Linked DNA regions of Mus musculus: regions 2 and 3 are each linked to region 1. The links are chromatin contacts, called in public promoter capture Hi-C maps. All regions are on one chromosome and are shown on one strand. The core of a region is the stretch at or near the end of the contact, and the rest is flanking DNA. Distances in the headings are between cores, read along the strand shown. Region 1 holds the start of Ntf5 (neurotrophin 5). Region 2 holds the start of Sult2b1 (sulfotransferase family, cytosolic, 2B, member 1). Region 3 holds the start of Bcl2l12 (BCL2-like 12 (proline rich)).

Region 1 (4,336 bases), core at 37-2,536:
GTCCCTTGGTAGGAACGGGTCATGTCAGGAAAGAATGAAAGGTCAGAGGGGTGACCCAAATGGGCACCCAGACTAGGAAGTGTCCCATCCCACCTCCAGGAAACAACCTGAGTGGGGTCTGAGTCACCCCAGCTGGGATGGCACCTTGAGGGGAACACCCTAATCCGGGGACACCCTTCCTGCCACTTTGCCATGCTATATTTAGGTTGGGGGGATGGGTGCTGGGTGACCCCCCCCCAAGGCAAGTGTCAGCTTTCCTCCTAAATATAGCTCAGGGTTAGGGGAACTAGAGTCCCAGAGTGGGGGCATGGCAGAGTCAAGGGCCCTGCCACCCAAGGAGCCTGTCTGCTGCAGAGACACCCTGCTTGAGGTCTCTCCAGCATCCTGCCTTTCTTTCTGAGGGGGTGATTTCCTCCCTCTAGGGCCCTGTTTCTCTGGGTGGGTTTTTAAAAATTATTTTATTTTATTTCATTTTATTTTATTTTTTATTTAATATATACCAGTACACTGTAGCTGTCTGCAGACACTCCAGAAGAGGGCATCAGATCCTATTACAGATGGCTGTGAGCCACCATGTGGTTGCTGGGAATTGAACTCAGAACCTCTGGAAGAGCAGTCAGTTCAGTGCTCTTAACCGCTGAGCCATCTCTCCAGCCCTCTGGGTGGGTTTTTGTCCCCGTGTCTTATGGTCACAGTTTGCTGTTTCGCTGGGCAGGTCACAGTTCTGAAAGCCCATCATGGTCTCCTCACTCTAATTACCTTGAAGTGTTCTTATCCACTCCAACCAAGTCTTCCTGGTCCCCGGCCAAGAAATTCCAGGATAGAAGACTATGTGGGGGAGCCCGGACAGTCACTGTCTCCAGGCATTGAGCCTTATCACTGCACAAGCCCAGCTGGCTAATGTCTGGCTGGGAGACCCAGGAAGGGAGACAGGAGCGGAGGGTGGGAACCTGCTCTAGACACCATAGCAATTCCCCGGTCTGAAGGGAAGGGCTGAGGTTCTGAATACTGGGTCTAAGGGAGGAGGACTGGGGTCTGGACCCGAGTCTAAAGGAGGAGGGCTGGCGCCTGGACCCCTGGGTCTGAGAGAGGAGGGGCGGAGTGTGGACCCCAGTGTCTGATGGAGGAGGGTTACAGCCTAGACTTCTGGAGCTGAAGTGGTCGAGGCCGAGCTTCCAAGGTGCCGGCCCGCGCGTGCTAGGCGGGATCCGCCGCCCCTCCTCCGCCGTCGGGCGCCGCCCCGCCTCCTCCCAGACCCAGGCCCTCCCAAGCGCAAACGGCGAGCAGCCGGCGAGCAGCGGGCGTCCGAGCTGCCAGCGAGCCGGAGGAGGAGCCGCAGCGGCGCCAGGGGCAGCCGGGGAGCAGAGAAGGGCGCCCCAGGTAAGAGCTCCTCGCCTCCTCTGGCAGACTACACGGTCCGGGTCGCCCGGCCCCCGGGTAGGGAGGGACGGGGGCGGGGCCGACAGGGGCGGGGTTTGGCGGAGGAAACTGAGGCAGGACGGAAGTCTCCCAGAGGTGGAGCGGGTCCCCTCCACCTAACTCAGGAATAGGGATCCCCAGCCCCATTTTCCTGGATGTGTGAAGCAGGGAATCTCCATTTATGAACACCTTGGAGGAGGGGCCGCAACCCTAGAACCTGTGGGTCTGAGGGAGGAGGCGTCTGGAGTCCAAGAAACTTAGTTTGCAGGAGGAGGCATCTGGGGAACCAGGTCACCTGAGGGAGGATGGTTCAGGGGCCTTGGGCCCCTGGGTCTGAGGAAGGAGGCAGCTGTGGACCTGAACAAAGTCTGAGGGAGGAGGCAGCGGGCACCCGCACTCCCTGTAATGGTGTGGTAAACTTCTGCCCCTGATCACACTCAACACTTCCCATTCCCCCACCTCGGAGCCTGGCCAGCCAGACACTCCAGGTATGCGCAGTCGGAGTCTTGGGCGGGCCCTGGCCTGTCCTGCGAGGAGCGAACATTCCAGGAAGCAGCCTCAGGGACCCAGAGCGTGGGCCGGCGGGGACCCGGGTGTCCAGGCCAGCCCCACCTCCGCCGCGTTTAGTGGAGGACTGGAGGACGGGAGGAGGGGATGTAATCTCTTCCAGTTGCCTCACCTGCCCCTCCTCTCTGCTCCCCCCCCCCCATCTGCTTCTCATCCCTCCAAAGCTGTCACCTGCACAGGGAAGGGGGGCCCTCTGGAGGTGGGCGGGGCATCTACTCCAGGGTACCCTAGGCTTTCAAAGACTCTGGAAAGGGTGGCTTTTTTTTTTTTTTTTTTTTTTGAGAGGTCGCGCCCTTCCCCCATCTGCCTATGTAACTGGTTTCCTTCCTCCCGCAGGTGGTTGCCCCCTCCCTCTCCTGAGATGTCAGGGAGGAGACTACCTGTATCCTACAAAGGGGCCCCACACAGCCTGGGGGCCCCCAGTCCCAGAGTGAGGAGGTGGAGGTGCTGCTGTTGACAGGTCTGGTATTCATTCACCTGCTGCTTTCCAGTCCTGGCCCGGCTTCTAGAATGTTCTAGTCTCTCCATATCCCTCCCAGCATCTCCCAGCAGCCAAGTCAGTCTCACACTCAGGGAAAAACGAGAACGACAGGATCCGAGGGGCTCCTCCAGGTTATAGGAACACGAGGGCCAAGTGGCACTGCACGGATTTCAGATCTTACCCATGCCACTTCTTGGCTGTGTGACCCGGTAGAAAGCATTTCTCCTTGGGTTTGACCGTCCAGCCCTGGCTGGCGTGGAACTCGTGCAAACCGGACAGGCCTCCAACTTGTGGCCATCTTCCTGCCTCTGCCTCCTGGTTGCCGAGGTTACAGGTGTGCATCACCACACCCAGTTTTGCCTTTTTGTTTAGACTAACTGGATACTTATTATTAACCTAAAAGTTAAACAATCCCCAGGTTCTAGAGCATAAGGTATTCCTAAGGTCCTCCCATAGTCTGCCACGCAACATCTGCCCTCGGGTGGGGCAGGAGGAGGGGTCCCTGACTTCCGTTACTCAGGTGTCTTTCTTCTCTAACCACAGCCCTCTTTCTCTTCAGGTGTGCAAGCCATGCTCCCTCGCCACTCCTGTTCTCTCCTCCTTTTCCTCTTCCTCCTCCCCAGCGTCCCCATGGAGCCCCACCCCCCATCCTCCACCCTGCCCCCATTTCTGGCCCCTGAGTGGGACCTCTTGTCTCCCCGAGTGGCCCTGTCAAGGGGCGCCCCTGCCGGGCCCCCTCTCCTCTTCCTGCTGGAGGCCGGGGCCTATGGAGAGCCGGCAGGGGCCCCAGCCAACCGCAGCCGGCGCGGGGTGAGTGAGACCGCACCCGCAAGCCGCCGGGGTGAGCTGGCAGTATGCGACGCAGTGAGTGGCTGGGTGACCGACCGGCGGACAGCTGTGGACTTGCGTGGGCGCGAGGTGGAGGTGCTGGGCGAGGTGCCTGCGGCAGGTGGCAGTCCCCTGCGTCAGTACTTCTTCGAGACGCGCTGCAAGGCCGAAAGCGCTGGGGAAGGTGGCCCAGGTGTGGGCGGAGGGGGTTGTCGCGGCGTGGATCGGAGGCACTGGCTCTCAGAATGCAAGGCTAAGCAGTCCTATGTGCGGGCGTTGACTGCAGACTCCCAGGGCCGCGTAGGCTGGCGCTGGATTCGGATCGACACAGCTTGCGTCTGCACGCTCCTCAGCCGAACAGGCCGAGCCTGAGGTCCAGGCTTGGGAACTGCCCAAGTTGAGGGAAAACAAAAAACAAAAAACCAAAGCTGGATGCTGAAAGGACCACAGGGGTGGCCTGGCTGCTCTACCGTGCCTTATGACTGGGAACTGGAATAACCAAAGAATCAAATCTCTCTCAAATCTCAGTCTGTGTGGAATGTATGGTGAAACCAAATGAGGTTTCAAGTGATGAATAGGAGTTCTCCCGGAGGAACTTGACATTAATAACAATAGCCAATGTTTACTATCTCCTGTTTATCAGACCTGATATATGACTTTGGCAACCATTTTAACATCAGAGGACCCTGGCTCATCAAAACGGACGAGGAAAGAACGCATGAAAAGGGGATGCATGATGCATGCGCTGGAGCTAGGCCTCCATCAGTAGGCTGTTTCTGGTTGCCTGGCACGCACACAGTCCTGGGCTCCATCCTGAACATCATAAACCATGCACGGTGGTACTCATCTGTAGGTACAGGCAGGTAGATCATGGCCATCCTTAGCTACATAGGGAGGTTGAAGCCAGCCTTGTCTGTATGAGAATCTATCTTAATAAAATAAAAGGCCTGGGACTGGGTGTTGTGGTATGTACTGTAATCCTAATGCTTAAAAGGCTGCAGACAGAAGATTGCCTGGAGGTCCAGGGCAGCCTGGGCTACA
Region 2 (3,856 bases), core at 648-3,147, 330 kb after region 1:
ACCCACCCTGCCCCCATCTCACTCCTGTTACCGCCCTAGCTGCTCCCCCCCTCCCCCACCAAGCATGGCTATTTTAAGGGCCCCATGTAATTCCTTTTGTGTCTGGCTCCATTTTTTTTAGCATGATATCTATAAGGTTCATACTTGTACTCGGTGGGGTGAGTTAGGGCTTTTTTGGGTTGGTTTGTTTGTTATTTTATTTTTTCTTGATTTTGGTTTTCTGAGACAGGGTTTCTCTGTGTAGCCCTGGCTGTCCTGGAACTCACTCTGTAGACCAGGCTGGCCTCGAACCCAGTCTGTACCTGAGGATGACCTTTAACTCCGACCCTCTTACTTTCCCCTCCAACATGCTGGGATTACAGATGTGCACCATGTAGCCAGCCCTCCTAGTTCGCCTCAGCTGCCAGCACAGCCCAGAATTACCCAGATCTCAGCTGAGCTGGGGGGTTGACTCCATTGGTCTGAGGACATGTTTGTGATAGATTGTCTTCTTTTATCATTGTTTATTTGTTTAAATATGTTTTTTGTTTATTTACTATTTGTCTCCCCATGTAGCCCTGGCTGGCCTCGAACTCACCTGCCCCTGCCCTCTTAGTGCTGAGATTAAAGACATATGCTGCCCGGGGGCACACTCTTGATAGCTAATTGATAGAGAAGGTCCTAGCCCACTCAGGGCAGTGCCCCTCCTGGGCAGGGGCCTGGGGTTTATAGAGTTAGCTGAGCAAGCTCTAAGGAGCCAGGCAGTCACAGCAGGATCCTGTGTGATTTCTGCTTCTGTTCCTGATTGCGTTGCTTCTCTGTGATAAGGCTGGGGCCTGGAAGTGTAAGCCACACAGGGCCTGTCTTCCTTCGGTTGCTTTTGGTCAGGTGGTCTATTACAGCGACAAAGAGAGAAGCAGAATGCGCAGTGGCTTTCCTTCTCTGTGAAGACTGTGGAGTAGTCTGCATGCGAATTCACACGAAATGAGGAACCTCCTCCACAGACACGCGCGGTTCCGAGAACAAGCAACAGCCAGGGCAGACAGAGCGCTCAGAGAGAGCCAGATTAACCTTCCAGTGGATAAGCAGAGGTTTACCCAGTGACACTGTGCCCAGCAGCACACACCTGCCATTCCAGAACCCGAGACACTGAGACAGCAGGACCAGCTGAGGTTCAAGGCCAGCCTGGGCTACATGAAAACCTTTCTCAACAAAAATGAACAAATTACCCAGCAAACCATGCGCGGCTGGTGGCACTCAGTGCTGTGAAGGCTTGGGAGACAGGGAAGGATTGGGGACACTGTGGCAGCCCTAGAGGGGAGGGGACATTAGCTAGGCCTTCAGAGTCTCCCTGGAGCAGGGACTTAGTGCGCAGTGCAAAGGAAGGTACTGTTAGCAGAGGACAAGCTGCCGGGTTCTGCAAAGCAGGCTCCTCCCCTTCCTCCTCCCTTCTCTCCTCCCTTCCTCCCCAGCCCAGACTAGCACTACCGGTACCTGATTTGGGGTAGGTGACAATGAAGATGTCGTCGTCCCGCACGTTGCTAGTGTTCTCAGCCAGACTGAGGCTCTCCGGTGAGTACATGCCGACAGGAAAAGGGATACCTTTGTATCTGAAGTATTCACCTCCAAAATTCCAGCTGAAAGAGGGGAAGGGCACGTGTAAAGAAGACCAAGGAGGTGGGCAAGAGTCGCAGGGCCCTCCATTCACACGCCAGTGAGGAGTGTCCTTTCTCTGAGCCCCGTGTGTCCACCTGAGGAGTAGATCCACTTCAACTCCACCACAGCAGTCCCGTGATGTCATACTGTCGCCCCCACACTATGGGTGTAGAAAGCTGAGCGTGGAGGGTGGGAGTGACTCGCCCAAAGCTACGCTTCTGGTAGGAGGAAGGGTACTTCATGTCTGCAAAGTGGAGCTAAGTGTTCTCCTTATGTCTATTCCACATCCCAACCCTGGAGGGCGACACCACGTCATCAGGCCATTTTCCGAACGAGGAACCCAAGCCAAAGGTGGCAGGTGCCCCCGCCAACGCTGCACGCTGCAGAGCCCATGTGAGAACCCACGATGACTCACCGAGAAGCTAAAACGATCTAGCTGTTTGTCCCAAAGCCATGACGCATTTACGCAGCCACGAAACCGAGTTTCCAAAGAGAAGACTGAACCTAGACCTTTCAGAATGGTGCAAGAAGTGGTCCACTACGGAGCCCCGCCCCATCCCCCCCCCCCCCGCACTGTGAGCCCCGCCCACAGCCCTCTATTAATTTGTTGGAGACAGAGTCTCACTAAGCTGTTCTGGCTGGTCTTGAACTTTTGATTCTTGTGTGTCAGCCTCCTAAGTAGCTAGGATGACAGATTTGGGCCACCAGGCTCATGTGGGACACATATTTTATCTACTGATTTTTTTGTACTGATGGAGCTTGAGCCTTGATGCTGACACATTAGGCTATCACTCGACCACCACGCTACAACCCTTGGTTTCATGTTTTGAGGGAAAAGGAAACCACAGCATATTGCTTTGTTTTGAAGAAACGCACCCACTAAAAGTTCCTAAGAACAGCCTGGCTTCTGGATGCCGCATCTGCTTCGTTCCTCTGACTGGTGGGACCTCTGTGAGTGAGACCAGTGGATCACATCACGCTGGTCATTCCCAAAGGCTGAGACAGGAGGACAGAGAACTAAAGGCCAACTCCAAAAGTACAGGGAGATTTGGACTCAAAAAGGAAAAGACACTGGGGTGTGGTGGCGCACACTTTAAGTCCCAGGCAGAGTCAGGGAGATCGCTGAGTTTAAGGCCAGCCTGGTCTACAGAGTGAGTTCCAGGACAGCCAGGGCTACACAGAGAAACCCTATCTCGGAAAAAAAAAAAAAAAAAGACAGGGTTTCTCTGTGTAGCCCTGGCTGTCCTGGAACTCACTCTGTAGACCAGGCTGGCCTCGAACTCAGAAATCTGCTTGCCTCTGCTTCCCGAGTGCTGGGATTAAAGGCGTGCGCCACCACGCCCGGCTGAGAAACCCTGTCTTGAAAAACGAAAAAAAAAAAAAAGAAGAAAGAAAGAAAGAAAGAAGAAAGTTTGTAGTGGTAGAGCCCCTACCTAGAATCCCCATTCCAGCTTACACTTCTACATTGCTGTTCATCACTAAAGGAAGTCAGGACTGGAACTCAAGCAGGTCAGGGAGCAGGAGCTGATGCAGAGGCCATGGAGGGATATTACTTACTGGCTTGCTTCCCCTGGCTTGCTTAGCTTGCTTTCTTATAGAATCCAAGACTACCAGCCCAGAGATGGCACCACCCACAGCCCCCCCCCCCTTGATCACTAATTGAGAAAATGTCTTACCGTTGGATCTCATGATCTCATGGAGGCATTTCCTCAACTGAAGCTCCTTTTTCTGTGATAACTCCAGCCTGTGTCAAGTTGACACAAAACCAGCCTGTACACCCAATGAGGGGCAGGCGACGTGGCTCAGTGGTAGAGCCTCTGCCTAGAACTCCCCAGTGAGGGATGGGCATGGCTGTATGGTGTGTCACTAGGCCCTAGAACAGCAGTAATGACAATGCTGACAACGAGAGTTTGGTTTTGAGGTAAAACTCAGACACATGGAGGAGAAGGCATTTAGGAACGCTCACTGTGGGATGCTCTCTGTGCCTTGGGTTTTCTGGTGTATAGATGGATATAATGCCTGCTACCTTGTAGCATTTTGTAAAGCACTCGGGGCTCTGTCTAACCTGGAGAAAGCATTGTATCAAAGTTGGTTAAATTTCCACAGAGAAGAAAGGCAGGAGGCTGGCTGTAAGTGGTCAGCATCCATCCTGGTTTGAAGCTCACATCCCATAAATCTGAGATTTCTAAGGAATAACCATTTTGTCCAGCAGTGGCCCAGC
Region 3 (3,979 bases), core at 868-3,367, 420 kb before region 1:
GGTCAACCACGGAATTGCTCTGTAGAAGTCTAAGCTGGGGCTCCACTTTATTGTGCATGCCTGTGATTTCAGTATGAAGTAGGCTGAGGCAGGAGGGCTCCAGCAAATGTGATTATGTCTCAACGATCCTTTTACTGTAGCCCTTAAGCAGTGCACCCCAAAATCCATCAAAGGGCTAGCCAGCCCTTCCTTCCAGCCCTAGCCTAGGAACCAAGCAGGAGCTGTCAAAATGGTGGTACCACGACATCCCCTCAGCATACAGCCTTGGTGAAACACGACTGCAGGGGGCGTCCACAGTGGTAGCAGCATCTCCATCCTCCCTGAGCAGCACCGCAGAGATGGCACCTCAGCCAAAACGGCCTGCAACCAAGGAGGACTGACTTCTCATCCTAACCCATGGGCCGGCCCACTGCAGGGGAAAGGCAATGGCAAAAGCTGCCAGGCCCCAAGCTTCCCAAGCTGGACATCTCTGCCCTGAGAAGCCACCCTCTAAGAAGTCCCAGATAAGCCCCATCCTTTGTCCAATTCCCTGCTGTCTGATCCCAGGAGCAGAGGGCGGCCAGCCATGGTGTCCTCACTCCACTCTGGACTCTCCAACAAATCTCTTTCATGAGATTTTCTGCCTGGTGTGACTCTCTCATCGGAAGAAGCCAGGAAGCAAAGAAGTGGAGCGGTGCTGAGGCTCTACTCCCTTGGGAGCCACAATGCCTCTGCTGAGGAGACTTCCTCTCAAAGCTGTAAGGGTCCTGGCCCCCATGTCTCAGGATACCCCTCCATCGGGACACGTCCCACCTCAGCGCTGTGTGGCTCTTGGGCCCCCAGTCTCAGGCATCCCTTGCACTGGGACCCCTTCTCCCTTCAGAGCTGCATGCTTCCCGGGCTTTGGAGCCCCAGGGTACCTCCTATCCAAGCACAAACACTTACACTTACCCGCTAGAAAGAGGTGTGACAAAGACTTGAAATGGTTATGGCTTGTGCTGAAGCTGAACCGTGTTGACTTTATAATGGGTCCTGTCTGGATTTTTTGGAACCAAAACTCCTAGCCCTGAAAGTTTCACAAGTGACCTGAATAAATCTCTTACCAGGCTCGGAACCATAGCAGGGGCGGAGGGGAAGGAAGTGGGGCCTAGAGGACTCCGTGGGGGGAGCTCCTCTCCCCAGGGGACAAGGGAGGCATCTTCGGAGGCGGCTCAGGAAATCTGTTGTCTCCTCTTGGGCAGGACTCCTAGGGACAAGAACCTCGGAGTTATCCCGAAGGGGTCTGGGCAAGTGATCCCTTCATCCTTTCATGGAAGATCACTCTTGAAACTCAGCCCAGGCACATGGAGTTAGGTCTGATGGGAGTAGATAGGTTTGGACCACAAGACTCAGGAAGATCTTCCCATCAAAGGCTGACGCTGGGGGAGTGGAACTCACCTGGGTGGAGTTGGGACAGGGGACCCAGCGACTTCACCGCGCTTAAGGAAGGCCGTCAGAACCTTCAGTGTGTCCTCTCGGAGACCCAACTCTTCAGAGCCGGCCATGGGGGTACCTGAGGCAGAAGACAGAGGATGCACCCAAGTGCAGGGATAACTCAAACTTCTGAATCACTGAATGAAGAGGGCGCCTAACTCCAAGGAAAAGGTGGTTTTTAAGGGCCAGTGGGGCAGTTGATTCAGTTGAGGAGAAACGGTCTGAATTACTGAGTCTAAGAAAGGAGGTAAATGAGTGCTTGAACTCTTGCAGGAAGGAGCGGGAAGGGGGTTTGGAGTTCCCTCTCAGCTAGCAGCGCCAAAGAAGGCTCGAAGACCGTAGAGAATAGGGAACTACTAATCCTAGTATGCTTTGCGGCAAACGCTGGTCCGATTTCCCCACTTTTCACCGAGCAGTCTGCTGGGAGATGTAGTTCCAATTTTACCTCTGGCGTGCACCGGGAGACCCCGGGTGCTTGGAAGTCACAGCTTGGCAGGACTGGCTGTGGCCTTTCCTGCAACCCTGTCCCCTCCCTGGCACCCAGCTCACCTGGCTCGCGGTTGTGTCCCCGTCGCACTGGCGTACACGCTTTCTCACAATTTCTACAAACTTTTACTTCGGAAGTTCAACTTTCCCACGCCTGCGCACTGGGCCGACACGGCAACCGCCCCAACGTCGAAGGGGTGGAGCCTTCTTTTGCGGTCATTTGCATATGGCGTTCCCAGCATGCCTGTAGGCGGAAGGCCAAAAAAGGGCATTTGAGGGAGTTAGGCCTGCTAAGCCGAAGTGCGCTCCGGGATTTCTTGACTTTATTTCGTCAATGTTGAGAAAAACTTTTTATATCTCAAAATATCGTTAGAAAAGGAAGTCCCAGCGCTCGGAGGCTTAGCTGACAAAGAAGGGGGTTGCGTGGCTGCGAGTCTCAGAACTACTGTTTGGGAGCCCCAAAACCACTGCTGGCACCCGCGCCGCACGGGCGCCCAATTCCTCCCCTGGTAGGTAACGCGGAAGAGCCGGGAGGGTGGCGGCCTCAGGGCGCAGGATCGGGCAAACCTGTCGCTCAGAAGCTCGGCTACCGAAAAGCAGAATGGCCACGCGTTGTAGACGGAAGCCTGCAGTCTCAGCATCCAGGCTGGAGGCAGTAAAGATTGCTGTAAGTTCAAGGCCAGTGAGCTCCAGGCCAGGCTGGACGACAGAATGAGCGCCAGACCAACATGGGTTAAGCGATTTGAAGACCAGCCTGAGCTACTGAATAAGTTTGAGGGTAGCCTGGGTTACAGAGTGCATTCGAGGCCAGCCAGGGCCACAGAGTGAGTTGAAGACCAGCCTTGGCTACATAGCAAGTTCAAGGACAGCCTATGCTACATACTAAGACCCTGTCTCAAACATCCGTAAAAACAATATAGGAACAAAAAACAAAAAAACAGAAGAAGCGACAGCACCTGGGAAAAGACTCTGGAAATGAGTAAGGGTTTTCTGCAAGGGTGAGGCGGTTGTGAGAGCAGTTAGGATCCTTTAAAGACGAGGGAAAGAGGACTCCACTCTTGAAATAGGGTGCCAGCTTTGGATAATAGGAGTTTACATTTAGAAAAGGGAAGGAACCTATGGGTAGAGTTCATATAGAAGACTCTGGGGGGTAGGAGAGGCGGTCCCGTTGGATTTGGAAAGGTGGGAAGGAGTTTCCCGTTTGTACACAATGGTGAAGGAAGACCTGTGTTGTGGCGGGTCGGAGAGGTTTGAGTGCATTTGCCCCGTGACAGACAGGCTCAGGAACTGTCCTGTGGTGCGCAGGCTAGAGCATGGAAACCCCGAAACCGCGGATTTTGCCCTGGCTGGTGTCACAGCTGGACCTGGGGCAGCTGGAAGGCGTGGCCTGGCTGGACGAGAGCCGAACGAGGTTCAGGATCCCGTGGAAGCATGGCCTACGGCAGGACGCACAGATGGCTGACTTTGGCATCTTCCAGGTGCTGGGGGAAAGATTTCAGACGCATTTCTGGGTGTGGCTGGACCAGGGCAGGGGGTGGGATAGGACTGGAGGGACAGACGGGAATTGATTGGCAGATTCTAGGAACAGAATCCTGAAAGCCAGGTTGCGTTTCTTTTTTTTTTTTTTTTTTTTTTTTTTTTTAAAGATTTATTTATTATTTTATGTAAGTACACTGTAGCTGTCTTCAGACACACCAGAAGAGGGAGTCAGATCTTGTTACGGATGGTTGTGAGCCACCATGTGGTTGCTGGGATTTGAACTCTGGACCTTTGGAAGAGCAGTCGGGTGCTCTTACCCACTGAGCCATCTCACCAGCCCTAGGTTGCGTTTCTTAAGAAACGTTCTGGAGCAATGGTTCTCAGTCCCTGGGACGCGACCCCTTTGGGGGTTGAATGACCGTTTCATTGAAAAATAAGTATTTTGACTTCTAACAAAACTACAGTTATGTAATAGCAATACAAATAATTTTGGGGCTGGGGGATCACTGCAACACGAGGAACCGCATTAGGATAGTTGAGAACAGCTGTTTTAGAGGGCGGG

The links. Capture Hi-C pulls out chosen DNA fragments and counts their contacts.
Region 2: a contact with region 1 is called in a promoter capture Hi-C map of adipose tissue. The contact joins the promoter of Sult2b1 here to the promoter of Ntf5 in region 1. A contact is called at or near these places in 1 of 39 promoter capture datasets (liver), 1 of 115 datasets of contacts at active chromatin or transcription factors (pancreatic cancer cells) and 1 of 9 other capture datasets (adipose tissue).
Region 3: a contact with region 1 is called in a promoter capture Hi-C map of liver. The contact joins the promoter of Bcl2l12 here to the promoter of Ntf5 in region 1. A contact is called at or near these places in 4 of 39 promoter capture datasets (cranial neural crest, hippocampal neurons, liver and 1 more), 3 of 115 datasets of contacts at active chromatin or transcription factors (acute myeloid leukemia, large pre-B cells and pancreatic cancer cells) and 3 of 9 other capture datasets (adipose tissue, liver and macrophages).

What each region holds. Positions count from the first base shown.
Region 1 is chr7:45,412,409-45,416,744 of GRCm38.p6, forward strand. It overlaps Ntf5 (neurotrophin 5), which reads left to right and starts at 1,287. Exons shown (of 3, transcript NM_198190.1): 1 at 1,287-1,380; 2 at 2,323-2,446; 3 at 3,027-4,336. The coding sequence starts at 3,038. The coding sequence ends at 3,667.
Region 2 is chr7:45,740,581-45,744,436 of GRCm38.p6, forward strand. It overlaps Sult2b1 (sulfotransferase family, cytosolic, 2B, member 1), which reads right to left and starts at 1,898. Exons shown (of 6, transcript NM_001360784.1): 1 at 1,474-1,898. The coding sequence starts at 1,780. Gm31597 (a long non-coding RNA gene) reads left to right here and starts at 1,382. Exons shown (of 3, transcript XR_391433.4): 1 at 1,382-1,551.
Region 3 is chr7:44,995,462-44,999,440 of GRCm38.p6, forward strand. Bcl2l12 (BCL2-like 12 (proline rich)) reads right to left here and starts at 2,118. Exons shown (of 7, transcript NM_029410.3): 1 at 2,002-2,118; 2 at 1,417-1,531; 3 at 1,083-1,225. The coding sequence starts at 1,523. It overlaps Irf3 (interferon regulatory factor 3), which reads left to right and starts at 2,187. Exons shown (of 8, transcript NM_016849.4): 1 at 2,187-2,447; 2 at 3,244-3,416. The coding sequence starts at 3,252.